Linked DNA regions of Zea mays: all the other regions are linked to region 1. Evidence: chromatin contacts called from public Hi-C data. All regions are on one chromosome and are shown on one strand. Each heading gives the region's core, a stretch centred on a gene start, on an enhancer-like site or on the middle of the called end of the contact. The rest is flanking DNA. Distances are from core to core; before and after follow the strand shown. Region 1 holds the start of LOC100280812 (WRKY55 - superfamily of TFs having WRKY and zinc finger domains). Region 2 holds the start of LOC103643067 (endoplasmic reticulum-Golgi intermediate compartment protein 3). Region 3 holds the start of LOC103634597 (probable ADP-ribosylation factor GTPase-activating protein AGD14). Region 4 holds the start of LOC100193974.

Evidence for each region. Hi-C and Micro-C count contacts between places; a contact is called where the count stands out from the background.
Region 2: a contact with region 1 is called in a Hi-C map of tassel, with 5 times the contacts expected there. The contact joins the promoter of LOC103643067 here to the promoter of LOC100280812 in region 1. A contact is called at or near these places in 4 of 25 Hi-C or Micro-C datasets (ear, leaf and tassel).
Region 3: a Hi-C map of tassel shows a contact between it and region 1, with 2.8 times the contacts expected there. The contact joins the promoter of LOC103634597 here to the promoter of LOC100280812 in region 1. A contact is called at or near these places in 4 of 25 Hi-C or Micro-C datasets (ear, leaf and tassel).
Region 4: a Hi-C map of ear shows a contact between it and region 1, with 2.4 times the contacts expected there. The contact joins the promoter of LOC100193974 here to the promoter of LOC100280812 in region 1. A contact is called at or near these places in 2 of 25 Hi-C or Micro-C datasets (bundle sheath and ear).

What each region holds. Positions count from the first base shown.
Region 1 is chr1:52,488,169-52,490,868 of Zm-B73-REFERENCE-NAM-5.0, reverse strand. LOC100280812 (WRKY55 - superfamily of TFs having WRKY and zinc finger domains) reads right to left here and starts at 1,380. Exons shown (of 3, transcript NM_001411377.1): 1 at 1,105-1,380; 2 at 884-988; 3 at 1-671. The coding sequence starts at 1,148. The coding sequence ends at 176.
Region 2 is chr1:52,337,181-52,339,880 of Zm-B73-REFERENCE-NAM-5.0, reverse strand. LOC103643067 (endoplasmic reticulum-Golgi intermediate compartment protein 3) reads left to right here and starts at 1,372. Exons shown (of 13, transcript XM_020546357.2): 1 at 1,372-1,727; 2 at 2,498-2,571. The coding sequence starts at 1,589.
Region 3 is chr1:52,640,651-52,643,350 of Zm-B73-REFERENCE-NAM-5.0, reverse strand. LOC103634597 (probable ADP-ribosylation factor GTPase-activating protein AGD14) reads right to left here and starts at 1,422. Exons shown (of 14, transcript XM_008656989.4): 1 at 964-1,422; 2 at 779-840; 3 at 286-373; 4 at 136-197; 5 at 1-45. The coding sequence starts at 1,065.
Region 4 is chr1:52,317,860-52,320,587 of Zm-B73-REFERENCE-NAM-5.0, reverse strand. LOC100193974 reads right to left here and starts at 1,280. Exons shown (of 1, transcript NM_001367437.1): 1 at 1-1,280. The coding sequence starts at 1,190. The coding sequence ends at 105.

The sequences.
Region 1 (2,700 bases), core at 131-2,630:
GGTATTTCGATTTCGAATCAAGAAAACAAAAGTAACATGCGAATATGTAGTAAGCTTCGGCATGTAATGAAGGAATAAAAAGAAGAAGGAAGAAAAGAAGACATCTGTATGACTGTATCATATTAGTTTGTCGAAGTAAAGGCATCAATTGCCTTCCTTCCACTGAGTGATCAATTTACAAAAAATGGAAGAACCTGATAGATCCAAATCTGCCTGCATCTACCACCTCCTCCGGCACGGCGGCGGCGCCAGCCGAGAAGGCGTCGTGGTACTCGGTGCTGCAGGACGCCGGCTTCTGCTCCACGGCGCCGGCGCCCCACGGGTACGTCTCAGACCGCCGCAGCACGGGCGGGTTGCTGACTTCCGGCGGCGTGCCTCGCCGCGCCGCCGCCGCCGCCGCGCTGGAAGAGGGCGAGCCGCCGCTGGCATTGGTGGTGGCGGCCGCCGCCGCCGCCGTCCCGGACGAGGAGTCGAAGCAGATGGAGACGGCCTTCCCGGACGAGGTCTGCAGCTGGAACTCGGAGGGGGAGAGCGGGAGGAACGCGCTGTTGCACGAGTGGTCGTTGTAGTACGTGACCGCGTACAATGGCGGGTCGCTGTGGTCCTTCTGCTGCACCTGCTTCGTGGCCGGGCAGTTCATGTTGTCCTTGTACGTGCATCTGTAGTAATACCTGCAGCGGGACAAGAACCTGTGAGCGAGTGAAAACGAACATTTTTGCTGGGATTCGACCCGCCGATAGTGGATGCGGAGAATGGGAGGAAGTTACCAAACATTCAAGTCAAAGGAGGCTGGCTAATAAAAGCCGGGTTCTTCGCTGGCGAGGATAGATTTGTCACCCCCCGGTAAAGTAAAACAAACAAAACATGTAGAATCCGGCCGGACCTGGGGAAGTTGGTGTTGTTGATCTTTTTCTCGCCGTACTTCCTCCATTGGTGGCCATCGTTGTGCGGCGCGAAGGTGTCCACCTTCCTCATCCGCTTCTCCTTCCTGCCAAGATTCCCCGCAAGAAAGAAAAAAAAAAAGAAGACGAAATCAGGCGCCGCCTTCCAAACCGAACCGCGCAGGTGCAGAGATCACAGGCGAACCCGGCCGCAGCTAGTTACCTCGAATTGATCTGCGAGTGATGCGAACTCGGCGCCGGAGACATTGTTTGGCTGCGGTGGAGGAAGGGGTCAAGAAATGCAGGTGCGGGACCGGAGAAGAGGGGTGGCGAAGAAGACGCGGGCAGGCGGCCGGCCGTGGGAGGACGGAGCAGACAGCAGGTTGCAGGCCAGAGCGCTTTTAATTCGGAAGCGTACTTGACTAGACACCACCACACCAGGGCAAGGCAAGCAGAGGAGCATCACGAAGAGAGAAGGGGCGGGAGAGAGAAGTCCATTAATAATTGACACCTCGCGGCCATATAAAACTCTCCAGAACCGAGACCGAGAACGATGCAAAGATTATCTTGGCCTCCGGGCGTATCGCTGTCACGTGCCCGCGCCCACCGACGGGCGACCTGATGAGAAATTTCTGCGCGCCTTCTTCTGAGGCCCCCAACTCAACACTGCCGGAGCCTGAGCTGCGTACAAGTGGCCTCGGAGGTTGTGTGGCGCGTATTTGTTTATTGCATAAGCACCGTCATTAATCTCACAGCTTGGGCTACTTGTATTATATAGTATTTGTTTACCTAAATATCCCTCTCTTCGGCCGGACCGGTTCAAAATCTTGTTTCCAGACCAGAACGGAACAAGTTAGAGCTTAGAAGTGGTGATAGCAATGATAATGATAATAATAATAATAATAATAATAATAATAATAATAGTAATAATAATAGTAGTAATAATAATAATAAAGAAAAGAGGCAGGACTGGTATTTCTTTTGTTATAAAATAGTCGACATTCTTTTTGATCAAATAAATAAAAAGTTTATTATTTATTGTATATGACTCGTATTGTTTAAATTGCTCGCTGAATTTATTTTTACAACAAATTTATTTAAAAACAAGTAATACTAATAATTTATATAGATTTAGTTAAATTTAAAATTCTTTGAGTGATACGAACATTATAGTGGTACTAATTATTTTAAGGGAGAGGTTATCCTTGCCCTACCAGCTGGGCTTGACCTGATTGATGCGTTTCCCTGGCGAGGCCAGTGGAATCGTCTCCGTTGCTTGGAAGGAGGGCAACTGGGAGCTGCTCGCGCGCGCGGCGCGCTTCCCAATGGTCACCCGAAACGAGAGAATTCTACCGTGTTCCGATGGAGGAATCCCAATCGCATGCCTGGTTTTTTTAAGAGAAAAATTCTTATATACCACCAAAACTTATTATTTTTTCCTTATGTACCATTTAAAAATATGAGCTCATCTCAATGCCGCTGCCCACTGGTTTTATATTTTCGGTTCCTTTAGCTGTCATTGCCGTTAGATCCCGTCAAAATATCCGTTTACTTGCGTGCGCATATCGCTGCAAGAAAAAAAACAAAGTAACGCCGAATGCTCCTATCCCGCGCCGTTGTGGCCCTGTAGGCTTCTCAGGCCTCGCCATTATGGGGGACTACCAAGCAGAGTGCAAAAATCGGTATTTTAAATGAATACGGACGCCATTCTAGAACTGTACAACTATTGACCTCGGCAGTGCCACACTTAAACCGATGGCAACGAAGAAAACTCATGATTTCGAATGCCATATAAGAAATGAGTGAAGATTTGAACGTC
Region 2 (2,700 bases), core at 123-2,622, 150 kb after region 1:
CTTGACAGAGTGAGACTGACAGGCAGTCAGGCCCTGCTGAAGGCACCATAGGAAGCTCCGCTTCGCCCGACCCAGTGCTCGGACTCGGGCTAAGTCCCGGAAGACGGCGAACTCCGCTCCGCCCGACCCAGGGCTCGGATTTGGGCTCAGCCCCAGAAGACGACGAACTCCGCTCCGCCCGACCCAGGGCTCGGACTTGGGCTCAGCCCTAGAAGACGACGAACTCCGCTCCGCTCGACCCAGGGCTCGGACTTGGGCTAAGTCCCGGAAGACGGCGAACTCCGCTCCGCCCGACCCAGGGCTCGGACTCGGGCTCAGCCCCAGAAGACGACGAACTCCGCTCCGCCCGACCCAGAGCTCGGACTTGGGCTCAGCCCTAGAAGACGACGAACTCCGCCTCGCCCGACCCAGGGGCTCGGACTCGACCTCGACCACGGAAGACAGACTCGACCTCGGCTTCGGAGGAGCTTCCACATCGCCCAACCTAGGGCGCAGACCAGCCACGTCAATAGGAGGCGCCATCATCACCCTACCTCGAGCTGACTCGGGCCGCAGGGAACAAGACCGGCGTCCCATCTGGCTCGCTCCGCCAGATAGGCAATGATGGCGCCCCGCATACTCTGTGACGACGGCGGCTCTCAGCCCCCTTACGGAAGCAAGAGGACGTCAGCAAGGACTCAACCGCTCCGACAGCTGTCCCTCCGCCAGGCTCCATCGCTCCTCCGACGGCCACGACATCACACCAGCTGGGTGCCAAAATCTCTCCGGCTGCCACAACGGCATGTACTTAGGGCGCTAGCTCTCCTCCGCTAGACACGTAGCACTCTGCTACACCCCCCATTGTACATCTGGATCCTCTCCTTACGCCTATAAAAGGAAAGACCAGGGCCCTCTTAGAGAGGGTTGGCCGCGCGGGGACGAGGACGAGACAGGCGCTCGCTTGAAGCCGCTCGCTCCCTCTCCCGCGTGGACGCTTGTAACCCCCTACTGCAAGCGCACCCGACCTGGGCGCGGGACGAACACGAAGGCCGCGGGATTCCCACCTCTCTCACGCCGGTCTCCGGCCGCCTCGCTTTCCCTCCTTCGCGCTCGCCCTCGCGCTCGACCCATCTGGGCTGGGGCACGCGGCGACATTCACTCGTCGGCTCAGGGACCCCCGGTCTCGGAACGCCGACACCATTACTATTACCATTTGCGTTACATTTCTTGAACCAAACAACATACTAATTTTGGAACCCACTACATTCATTCTACGCTTTTCCAATTCTATATAAAAAACATGTGATCTGATGAAGATCTTTCCTTTCACTAGTTCATACTCCACTAGTCTTGGTTATAATACGCCTCAAATTCCTAAGATGCGAGCAATTCTTCCCTCTTGTCCCATTAGGCCATTACACCTTCTAGTGGGCCTTGCAGCCCAACAATGATAGCAGACCCAAACAAAATCGCCGATTAGTCCCCTTCGCTCCGACAAAGTCCAGATATACCCTTCCCATTTCTCGTGGCGCCCACGGGCCACGGCCACGCCGTAGATCTCCTCCTCGTCGCAGGGCTCCGGCGGTCTCGCCGGCGGTGAGCTGAAGCGATGGAGCTCTGGAGCAAGCTGCGAAACCTGGATGCCTACCCGAAAGTGAACGAGGACTTCTACAGCCGCACCCTCTCCGGCGGCCTCATCACCATCCTCTCCTCCCTCGCCATCCTCCTCCTCTTCTTCTCCGAGATCCGTATGTATCATCCCCTCTTGACCTCAGATTTCCCCCTCGATTTCGCTTGCATATCTGCGGAAGAGCTTGATCTCGCCGCACCATCGGGTGCCTTTTTTTTTGTTCGGTGCGGAACGAGAGTTGATTGTGGTGGAATGAATTGTGCGTCTTTTCATGCTATGGTGTGAATTGGAAGTAATAATTTGTTAAAATTCGCGGCCCGGTTAACCTACACCGGAAGTCGGGTACGACAGAAGCCGCTTGGTATAATATAGGAGGTGTAGGCAGTACGTGTATTAATTTGTGCAGCGTGTGTGATCTCGTGACGGTTTTGTTGATGTATGATAATTGGTGTCATCAGAAGACTGGATAGGAGTTGGTTTTGTAGCTTGTTTTTTGGTGAGCAACTCCTCTGTCTCATCCCCAGTGCAAATTCCCTATTCTACACGGTCCACTGAAGACAACCTTAGGTGACCACTTGCAACGAGTTAGTTTTTTGTGTAACTTCCCCAGGTTCCATCTAGTTTTTGGAATTGCTCCATCGTTTTAGCGTTTGTCTTTGATGCTAGGTTCCTGTTCCCTTTATTTTTGCAAGTATGGTTGCTATTTGTGTGATAACCTTTACCCACACTATGGGATACTTTTTTCATGCTAAAATCACAAGGAACAAATTAAGTTGTTAGATGCTGCAAGTAACTTCTCTCACAATGTAGATTGCTCCATGCCTCCTTATCTCGAATAATAGTCCATTAACTGTATACTAACTTAATATTCTGATAACTTTCCTGTAGGACTTTATCTATATTCTGCCACGGAAAGTAAGCTCACTGTTGATACCTCGAGAGGGGAAAGACTACATATCAATGTTAGTACCAATGTTATCTCCCCATTGCAAACCTTCTAACTTGTATTTTCTAGCAGCTCTTGCGTATTTAGAAAGCAGGCTATCAAAACTTAAGTTCTTTGTCATCTTTCATCCACTTCAACTTAGTCT
Region 3 (2,700 bases), core at 173-2,672, 150 kb before region 1:
TCCACATAGACAGCTTTTATGAAGTCCCTAAGACTGCCGGAGTTGCTGCAACAACAGGTTATAGACTTATAGTTAGAGCATGTGTTTGATAAGTAAAAAAAATGCACGCATAAAAGTGGTTGAAATATCCTTTACCTGCTATCAGGTAGCCTCATTTTCTGGGTATCGAAATCCTTCAGGAATGATTCCTTGGCACGCTGTATCAATCAGCTGAAGTGTTACGAGATGAACCAAAAGGGCATCCTCTAGCCTCAAAGAACAAACTCAGTGGATGCATGTCTTCACCTGGTTCCCACCCTTCTGGAGAGCCTCGACCTCTTGCGTGCTGAACGTTGACATGGAGACGGATTTCACACGGTGCGTGAACTCTCGGCTACAAGTGCATCGATCAGTGCGTGTGAGGAACTGAGGATAATAGTACTAGAAGAGATCAGAACAACAGCATGCGCAAATCCGACTAGCTAAGTCATCTTCTTCAGAATAACTCGAATTCGGGAGTTTTGAAACAGCAACGTCTATTCGCATTAGGGTGGAAAAAGAATGCAGTCTCCGCAAGCTTGCTTTGGCACTGAACTGAAACCAGCAAGTACCACTAGCTTTGACACTGAACTGAAACCAGCAAGGCAGCAAGTACCATCAAGGCTGTTTGAATAAACGCGCATTGCAAATCACATTCCCATCCCAACAGACGTGATAGAATAACAACAGAGAATGCTGATAACAACACTGGTGTACGGAATCCGGTAGTAGGCGCGGGAAAGGGCAAGGCGGCACTCACTGGATGCCGCTGCAGGAGACGCAGATGAAGGTCCAGAAGCTGGTGCACACGTACTGCGGCCCCTGGATCAGAGTCACAGACGCACAAGCACAGAGGCCGGGAAGTGAGCAAACACTGAGCGGCGACGAAGCCGCGCGCCGCGGGCCACATGGATGGAACAATGCGGGGAAAAAAAGAACACGTACGAGTCCGTCGCAGTTGACGCATCTGCGGTTGGGTGGCAGCTTGAGGAGCCCCCGCACGACTCGCTCGTTCCTCTCCTCCTCTTTCCTCGACGCTGCCGCCATTGCTCACTGTCAGAGCGGCGTAGGGTGGGCCACTCGACCGCCTCGCCTCTCCCGTGTCGAGCGCGAGGCTGGCCGGTGATCTCGCGGCGTCGGGCTCCGAGCGGTTTCCGTGAGCGACGAGTGGACGCCGGAATCGGAGAGAGCAGGGTCTCCCGTGAAATATTTTGTAGCGGGAGACGGAGGAGCGGCACGGTAGCAGAAGCCAGTGAAGTGCCTGTCCGTCTGCGCCTCTGCTGGTTCGGCGTTGGTTTGCGCTTGGTTTCTTCCGTTTCGGACTGGGCTCGCTCTACCGCTGTCGCTATGCGTGATGGGGCTGGCCTGACGCCCGGACCTAGGAGGAGGCCGAGTGATCTGTCCTCTGTACGTTGGTAGCTGCAACGGCTTAATTTTTTAAACCGAGTTATTTACGCCCCTAAACCAAACTGCCGGTGAAGTTTGTTGTAATTTCCTCATATAAGCATATTTCATCTCATTCAATGCAGTGGATGGTGGATGGATCTGGGGTGACCATATAATGGAACAAACACCAACGGACAGGGTGTGTTTCTTCGGTTATTCATATTACACATGGATTGAAAAAATTAACAAAAAATTAAATTGCTTAGGATTTAAACTCACTCAATTCATATGAATTAAGAGCGAACCAAACAAGCACTAAGTTAGATTATGGTGGAAAATTGGAAGAGTAAAATATAGTTTAGGACTACAAATAAGCTAAAATAAGGTAGAATTAGGTAGCTTATTTTATCTTATTTTATTTGTGATACTAAAGTGATAGTTACTTTCTTACCCTTACAATATAATCCAAATTATATAATCTACTAGAAGGAAATAAATATGGCCACAGACACACAGTGAGCTTGTGAACACCATGGAAAACAGCAAACGCCACAGACACACAGTGAGCTTGTGAACACCATGGAAAACAGCAAACGCCACCAGATTTCACAGCCAAACGCCGCAAACCTACCTGCGTCGTCCCCCGTTCGCATTGGCTGTTAACCTAAATTTCTCATTGTGCTCATCTCTCCAAGCCCAAAGGGACACAGGTCACACAGCTAGCCTAGAAAAGCTAATCAATCAGCTGATCCGGCTAAAGGGCCGGCTCCCCGGAACGCGTTGAGATTGGCACGAGGCGGATCTGGTTGTTGAACAGCTAGACCAGAACGTGGAAGCTGCTGGATCCCTTGTTAGGTGCGTAGATCGAAGATGGATGGCGAGGGGCGTTGGCGCTGTTGGGTTTGAACTGGCATGGCACCACAGCTAGGATTATTTCGCAACCACCGGTGTCTACCGGATTACCGGAAGGTGCAACCACACACTTGACGCTTGCATGATCCAAAGGGCATGCCATGGTCCTCTCCTCGCCCCCCTGTACTACTAGCTAGATCTGGAACATCTCAAGATGAGATGGTATATATCAAACCTACTACCATTGGACATCGCCCCAGATTCATGCTCATGCTCTCTTCACGTAGAGTCGTAGACTGCAGCAGCCAAATAACAGTCAACCGGATCAGAGACCAGCGACCGCTGCAACCTACAGCAACAGCCCAACAAAAGTCAGCCGAGCAGCTTTTACTTATATTTTTAGAAGATTTTAGGTGTTTAGGACAACTTTTTCTTAAGATCTTT
Region 4 (2,728 bases), core at 31-2,530, 170 kb after region 1:
ACTGACAGCTGAGGTGAAGCGAGCGGAGGAGCAATCTAGCTAGTTGCCGTTGCCCATTGGCCAATTAACAATGCCCATTGCCATGGAGCAGAGAGGCGCACAGACTAGAAGCCGTTCATCTCGAGCAGGTAGGCGCGGCGCTTGCCGAGCGCGGCCACGGCCTCCCTCAGGGGCCCGTCGAAGGCGCCGGCGCCGAGCTCGTCGAGGTCCTTCCCGCCGGCGTCGCCGACGGGCTTGATGACCACGAGCGTGGCGCCGTGGATCCTGGTGCCGTCCGAGAGCTCCAGCAGCGGCGCGTAGCGCAGCTTCATGTTGCAGGCGGGCACCTGCGTGCGGTTGGCGGCGGCGGCGGGCGCGGCGGCGAGCGGCCTGTCTCTGAACTCCCTGAGCTGGTCGCGCCCCATGCTGAGCGTGCCCTGCCCGCCGGCGTCCGTCAGCGCCACCCGCTCCAGGGTGGGGTGCTCCTTGACGATCTCGCGGAGGAGGTAGTGCCTGGTGGCCGCGGCGATGAGGGAGCTGATGGTCCAGACCACGCGCAGCTTGAGGCCGCCGTTGGTGTACAGGGACTCCGGGATGCTGCCGCCGTCGTCGTCGCCCGCGGGGGGAGCGGAGGAAGGGGCGTGCGGCGGTCCCGCGGCCGCGGCCGCGGCGCGGTCCACCCTGGTGCCGCCGAGGATGACGCAGCTCTGCAGCGTGCTGCCGAAGACGGCCTTCCACCTGAGCACGACGCCGTCGTCGGTGCCCACGTCGGAGACCGGGAGCTCCATCCGGAGGCTGCGGATGCTGCTGAAGTTCCTGAGCACCTGGGCGGGCGAGTGGTGCTGCTGCTGCTGCTGCGCGTGCTTTTGCGGCGACGCGGACTTGGCGTCGCAGTGCGCGAAGGGCTTGAGCACGGCGAGCAGCACGGACTTGAGGAGGTGCGAGAGCGCGGCGCGCGGGCGCGGCGCCCCCGCGTCGGCGGCGTCGGCGGGGATGACGCGGTCGATGCGCAGGCAGGCGTCGTCCACGAGCGGGACCAGCGCGCTGAAGCGGCGCGACACCGCGGAGCAGCGGCCCAGCGACCGCGCGTCGGCCAGCTTGTTGAAGATGAGGAGCACCAGGGAGTCGGGCACCCGGTCGAAGTGGTCCTCGCCCTCCGCCGCCGCCGCCAGGAGCAGGTCCTCCGCGAAGACCCGGTGCTTGGACTGCATCCTGTTCTGTGGATTGGATCTCCCCGTTGCGCAGCACAGCACAGCACAGCACAGCTCGCAGGCGCAGGCGGAGTAGGTGATGAGGCAGAGAGGGAGGGTGGTGGTGGCGAGTGAAGGCTCGGCGGAGGAGCTTATAAAGGCGGGGGAGGAGAGCGACCGTTCCACCCACACATGGCTCGCTGTCGGGGTCGGGACGCCCCCCCTACCTAATCATACCGTTACGTATTTTTCTACCGTTCCCTCTGCCCTCTCAGTCTCAGCTCAGCTGGCCCTGCTGCTCCTAGGAGATTACTTTAATCTTCCATTCTTCCGCTCGTCTCGCCCGATCCTATGCCTCCAGAATCTGTGCAACGGTACTCTCTATCAGTATCAGTAGTCAGCACTCAGCAGCCTCCGAGCCGGTACGGACGCAGAAGCATTTCTGATTTAGAGCAGAGCAGCGGAGCAACCAAAAGCGCAAACAATAAGAGACGCTTTCAGTTGCAAACAGCTAGTACTAGGGAGGACCGGAGGAGGTAGTAGTAACTAATACGACTGCACGTCTCAACGACTCCACCGCAACAAACCCTAAACCCAACGAGCCTACCAAACCGATACGCCGGGGAAATCTCGGTCGCCACATGGTGTGGTGGCATGCGTAGTGCTTCGTCCTTTGTCCTGCGAATGAAGGAAGTGCGGCCGGCGGCCGGTGCCGTGCATCGCGCGCGGTCCAGAGGAGGACGGGACGGGACGGCTGCACTCCAGTCCAGCGTGCACTGCAGCGTTTGGCTGCCACCAGCTTCTGTGTATTTTTTTTCCTTTCAAAAAGAGGTGTGTGATGCTGAATTATACGCTTCGTCTTCCTCGGTTTCTTTTAGGCATGTCGGGCTCGTATTTCATTAATAAGGAGCGGGCCCAGTGCAGCGACGAGAAGAAGACTATGCCGGCTGATTGGTTGGGTGCCTCCCGCGCGCAGGCGCGCAGGCCTCCCGCGAGCCTGGCTCCAAAGCGATCCTTATTAGCGCCATCTTCACACGCGGGCTGGTAGTGAAAAAAAAAAGGCCTAGCCCGCATGCAGGCCAGCATCCTCGTATCCAAGCAACCAATCAGAATCTCGTGCTTGGTCAAAGCACGCGGAGAGCCGGATTATCTCTATGCAGGCAACCAATCATGTAGATGGTGACCGGTGACTGGTGAGGGTAAAAAAAACAGCCGCTAATGCAGCCAACCTACGACCCTAAAAAGATGACCGAACGAAAAGTAAACCTGCAATCTAGAACTCCACCTAGAAATCTTTCCCCTTAGGGGCTTGTTCGGTTATACCCCAATCCATATGGATTGAGAGGGATTGAGGGGGTTTTAATCCCTAGTAAGTCAAAATCCCCCTCAATCCGTATCAATCCCCTTCAATCCATATGGATTGAAAATAACCGAACAAGCCCTAGATTGTTTAGAAAAGTGGGTTCAGATTGCACAATCCAATTCTTTGGTGAAAACACTGGTACAGACCAGAAAACTTCTAGGCCAACCCACCCTTTCCATTTGTGTGTGTGTGCGCG